Linked DNA regions of Drosophila melanogaster: region 1 is linked to region 2. A link is a contact called in public Hi-C data. All regions are on one chromosome and are shown on one strand. The core of a region is the stretch at or near the end of the contact, and the rest is flanking DNA. Distances in the headings are between cores, read along the strand shown. Region 1 holds the start of lncRNA:CR45447 (long non-coding RNA:CR45447). Region 2 holds the start of CG9933.

What was found. Hi-C and Micro-C count contacts between places; a contact is called where the count stands out from the background.
Region 1: a contact with region 2 is called in a Hi-C map of the Kc167 cell line, with 1.7 times the contacts expected there. The contact joins the promoter of lncRNA:CR45447 here to the promoter of CG9933 in region 2. A contact is called at or near these places in 11 of 107 Hi-C or Micro-C datasets (the D17-c3 cell line, the Kc167 cell line, the PNm cell line and 5 more) and 1 of 6 datasets of contacts at active chromatin or transcription factors (the Kc167 cell line).

Annotation. Positions count from the first base shown.
Region 1 is chr2L:13,095,460-13,098,410 of dm6, reverse strand. lncRNA:CR45447 (long non-coding RNA:CR45447) reads right to left here and starts at 1,417. Exons shown (of 1, transcript NR_124228.1): 1 at 1,113-1,417.
Region 2 is chr2L:13,019,826-13,022,750 of dm6, reverse strand. It overlaps CG9933, which reads left to right and starts at 1,439. Exons shown (of 3, transcript NM_135754.4): 1 at 1,439-2,520; 2 at 2,825-2,925. The coding sequence starts at 1,573. It overlaps CG9932, which reads left to right. Exons shown (of 7, transcript NM_001273500.2): 7 at 1-883.

The DNA.
Region 1 (2,951 bases), core at 168-2,667, 76 kb before region 2:
GCTCCAAGTGACAAAGGCTACTTCTCTCGCTCTCTGGATCTGTAAGTGATGGCTCTCTACATATGAGTGTGTGTGCGTGTGCAACGACAAGAGAGAGCTAATTCACTCGCTTTGGTCTCTTTCATGCAATGAGTGCATGTGAGATCATCGTTCACAGCCGAAACAAATTCTACATTCTGTATACGCCCCATGGCCCAGCAGCTCATCATCCAAAGCACCGCCACCATCATCAAATCCATCGCAATCATCATCATCATCGCGATGAATGGCTGTATTTGTTGCTCCGCTGACAAATTGCAATTATTTTACACGGCATGACTTTGGCAGAGAGTATCGGCAGCAGGGTAACCCGAAGTATAAGTCATGAATCTAAACAGTCACAACAAAATTGTTTCCATAAAAGATATTTAAAGGTAAATTTTCTTAAAACCATATACAGCTATGCTTCCTTTTACATAAAAAAGTTAACTAATTGCGGTACTCTAAAAGAACTTTTTAAAATGTAAAAAATAATCGTTCTAATAAAAAGCTATCATTTTAATGATCAATATATTTAAGAAATCTTTAATACCCGTTTATTTTTATCTGACTAGTAACTATAATCCAAGCATTTAGCTGAATTAATGAGAAGTCATAAAGTCGGCACGATAGATAAAATTAATTACTGAGTGGCCCATAAAACTGGCATACTTCAATCCTTGGCAGAGACAACGCTGCGTATACGCAACCTATTGACTTCGCAAAAGTTGTCACCGAAAAGCGAGAAAACCAGAATTTGCATTTACCACTCAACGTTTGCCAACATCATTAACATCGGAGCAGCGCCATTGCCACATGTTCTTCATTTGCCTGCCGAGCGAGAAATTTGCATAAATAAATACCAATATCTTACCTTCGCCGTGGCGAACCGACGATTGTATCTGCACTTGTTCTGGCTGTTCTGACGGTTTCGGCCAAAAGAAGCTGAAATTACTGGTGCCGAAATGTGTTTTCCAGTCCGTGTTGTCATCGCCGTTGTCGCAGTTAGCCTTGATCGTGTTTATTTCGGCAGTTAAGCGATACACGAAATAAATAAATAAATAATACGAGCCCAAGAATTCTTCTCATGTTTTGTCGGTCTGTTGGCATTGCCAGACCCATAAATGGCCCACCAGTTGAAGATGGCGATGGTTTGCTCAGTTCTTTTCGGTTCGGTTTGGTTCGCTTCAGCTCTGTTCTGCGATCTGTGAGCTGGTGCTATATGCTATATACTATATGCTATATGGCGTGGTCGGGTGTCAGTTCAGTTCTCTTGGGGCTGCCCAAAAAGGCGGCTGAGTAATTGAGGTTGTAAATCAAAATGGATGTATGTAGAAATTTGTCCTTGAACATTATGTCAAAGTTGTAGGCAACTGTTAATGGATGAACAAGAACGCCAAGTGGTTTATATTTGACAGATTATGCGTTTGATTTAAGGAAGTATTTGACACCCTTTCGATTAAAAAAGGTACCTATACTGCTGGACAGCGATTTAATCTATAGATTATCAGCTTGTCAGCTCTTTCTAATCGCTTGATTTCCTAATAAAAACATCGAGACTAATTTTAATGCTGATTATTTAACTAATTGGTGAGATAGATCAGTCAGTAAAATGATGATCGCATGATCATCATTTGTAGTGATTACAAGAGCAAAACAAGCCAATATTTAATCGAAAATTTTGCCATTCTTAGAAACTTACAAAGAAATCTTGCCTGTAAAAAAGTGTAATGCCAGCGTTTTTCAAATTATAAGAAAACGTGAATTAGTTGGAAATGGCATATACACATTTTATGATAGTACTTTGTTAATATTCACGTCATTCCATGATCTTGGGTTTTTGAGAACCAAAGCTCTTATTAATATTTGTATATTATATTTTCCATAATTTTGGTTCGGTTTCACTTCATCCGATTTATACGCAGCACGAGCTCGTTGAAATCTTGACGAATAAATGTTTAAATTATCATTTAGTCAAGCTACATGAAAAGTAAACGAATTTCAACTGAAATTTTTCCCCATCCTCTTACTTAATTTCCCTTTGCATCTCCGCCTGAGCAACAATTCAATCATTTAATTCATTTGTACATTTCATTTATTGCATTTCGATTTGAGCTGGGGCAAGGCGATTTTATGGCTACATATTTTAACATTTTACGGCTGCAAAACAGAATCCAAAAAACGCACAAGAAGAAGAAAGATTTCGGTTTGGATTCGTTTTCGATTTCGATTTCAGTTTGGTCGATTTGACAGCTGGTCCGAGTTGTTCTCTCTTTTTTTCTTGGCCGATTTGATATAGCATTTCGTTTACCAGTTTTGGGTCTCTCAAGTACAAACCACAAGACGAATTTGGTCATTTAAAATTGCGGCAATGTCTGATGGCCAGATGGATGGCTGGACGGATGGACGGATGGCTGTTGCTTGCTGGTTGGGCTGCTTGAATGGTTGTTTGCTCTGTCGTTTACAATTGTTGTCATTGTCAACGTGTTGGCCAGCTTCTGCTCTTCGGTTTGTTTGGTCTTCTTCTGCGGGGCGTTTACCACCACCACCACTACCGCCAGCAACAAAAACAAAAGCAACAACCGCAGCTTTGTCTTCGACCCATTTAACGGACCAGTGCACTGGCGAAGCCCTAGCATTGGACACGATATTGGGAACGTGAGAGTTGGCCAAGTCGGGCCAGATGCACTCAAAAAAAAATGCCAATATCATTATGAGGAAGTTTTTCATGTACTTCTGCTACTAAGTACGTAGAAGTAGTAATATTTAGATAAAACATTTATTTATGCATATATATACATTTTATTTATGTTGTAAAAGAACAATGTAAATAGTAATACAGACCATACATTTTCTTTCGTTAAAAGCCTTAACTAGCAATTGCATTAAATGTATTTACATTTTTACCTTCTTGCAGTGTAAAATGCAATTTA
Region 2 (2,925 bases), core at 190-2,689:
AAATTCAAAATTATGTCTTGCTACAAATAATTCGTTTAATTTTTCGAATGGGAACTGTGATTATTGATAATTGTAAATGCAAAAAAAAAAAGAAATAAGAAAGTGAGCGCGTATATCATGCAATGAATATGGTACTATATACATACTATATAAATCTATACATATATATATATTTACACACAGCTGCTGCAAAAATAAAAACTATAGAAACAAAAAGAAACACATTTAAAATGCAATTGAAAAATCAACAGAGAATAGGGAATTTTTTGCAATATTTGCAATATTATTTTGTACAAGTGCAGCACACATTTAAAATTAGTTAATAGTAATTAGTTTCTACTACGGATTAGTTATGTTCTCATCATTAGTGCGAATGTTTTCCAGCAAACGGCGTCTTTGTAGCACAGTGTAGGCGTTAACACTACAAACAAAATGTTATCATTAAACTATAAGCAAACAAAAAGAACACATGTGGAATAGCGGGGCCATATTTAAATAGTTTAAACTTAATGCAAGGAAACATTTGAAAACAAAGCAAATCAAAACCAGAAGATATAGCGCAAACAAGCGATATGTATACAGAATCTAACTTGGATATAAATGCAAACCGCCTTTGATATGCATATATACATCTTATATCGATACGAATATCTATACACACAATATATTATATATTAAATAGTCCTTAACATTGAACTACATTTAAACTTAAAGCTAGTGTAAATAACTTAGTTTTGTTTACTGCGCACACAACCACACGCAACACTTACACACACCACACAAACACACAATAAGATTTACGGCATTGAATTACAAAAGAGAAAATGTACAAAAACAATTGTTAATAAAGAAATCAAATAAAAACAACACAAGTTGCATTTACAATTGACCGATTATCTGTATGTTTGGTACTTCTATTTAAAAAAGAAATCGAATAATTGGGTTCAGATCTAAACGCCAAAAGTAGTTTCTAAAAATTCAAATCATAATGCAAAATAGTTCATTGACTTCTATTAAATTGAAAGCACTTCAACATTTTTCTTTTTTCTTTACTGAAATCAAACATCAAAATCAAGCATTCTTTTTTAACGGAATTTTAATTTGAAAGGTAGCCTGCGTAACGGTATAGCGGTATATCAATTTAAAAGTGACTTTCAAGATACGGCAACTCTGTGAAACGATTGAATGTGGAACAAAAGATTATTTTACTCTTTTTCTTTTAATTAAAGAAAAAATAATAATAATCAAAAAGGGATATGCAATGCTATTCCAGATTACTCTTACTGAGATACTTAAATAATAACTCTCCAAATAATCAAAAGAGCCAAAGAAAATATAAAATCATATATACTATTTAGCTCCCTGTTGCAATTCCAATCGTTTCACAATCGCTGCCAAGTCAGCTACGCAAATTTGAGGGTATATTTCATAGTTGTCGGTACGGTAACACTGAGAAAGCCGTTTTGTTGAAAGATTACAAATGAATTGCGATGCATTTAGCTAAAATTGAACTTTAGCAGAGCCGCAAAACGATAGAGAGCCAACGCAGAGAACACGGAGCCACCCAAACACATGGATACCAAGTCCAATGATGACTCGGCTGGCAGTGACTCGCTGGACAAATCTATGCAAATCAAGTGTGTGATGGTGGAGACAACGACGACGGGCGACGGAGACTCCACAGTCGGAGATCTGGACAACTGCAGCAGGGATTCCGCTGCGGAATCGATTAACAAGGAATCCGGTTCGATGGAGGGAGCCGGCAAGCAGACGGATCACAAGACTGAAGCTGCGGCGGGGTCGTGCGGCGAGGGCGACAGTCCGCAGAGCAGTCAATCCCCACCAGAACATCCGGCCAGCAAATCGCCCACATCTCCATGCACTGCCTTCGAGACGAAAGTCAAGCTTATATCACAGAACCTCAAGGAAACCACGCTGGCGGAGAGCACCGGCGCCTCCGTATCAGCATCCACATCCACATCAACACCCACGTCCGCCTCTAGTAGCATCAGCGGCAGCATGCTGGAGTCGCAGCAGACACCCAGCCAGTCCACCCCCGAAACAACAGATTCCGCCTCGTCGTCCGTGCGCGTGAAGAAGGTACGCTTCCATCCGGACGTCAAGGAAAACGACGGCGGGAACTGGATGAAAAGAAAGCGACGCTCCATGCATACCAAACGAACCTCCTCGCCCAGCGGCGCTAACTGTGATGGCATGGAGCTGGACGGTGAGTACGAGGACAACGATGACGATGAGCAGGAGGAGGCGGAGGAGGAGTTCGATCTGGCCAAGACAATCGCCGAGGCGGAGGATTACCTCAAGCAGCACCCGTTGACATACGTGCAGCGCGTCGAACAGAACGGCGAGCGGCTGCAGGATGGACTGCTCAGCATCGAGGATATGCTAAACGAAGTCGGCGAGGAGGTGGTCACCGAGTACAACGACGAGGACTTCTTCAGACGCATCAAGCCCGAGAATGGCATTGAACGCATTCTGGGCAAGGAGACCAAGGCGGGAAAGGTACGTTTGCAATACGAAAGCAATAAACTATCAGTACGGTTTAGGGTTCACAAATTTTCTATGAATTCGATTACAGTTTCATTTACAACACATTGTTGGTTTATTCATATCATATTTAGTAAACAAAAATTCTAAGCTGGAAAAGGTTTGCTATATGACTTTTGCTTTTACAAAATAAATAAGCCAAAGATCAGCTTTCTTTACTTTGTAAAGCGAAGGAAAACTTTTAAACAGTCTGAATCTTATGTAGTTTGCCCTCTATCCCAATTGTAGGTATCATTTAATAACCTTAATATCCTTGCAGGTTGAATTCCTTCTGCGCTACGAGAACCAAGGCGGACTCTTCTGGCAATCGGAGGAGTTCATCAAGCGCACGTGCCCCTCGCTGCTCAAGGCCTACGAAAT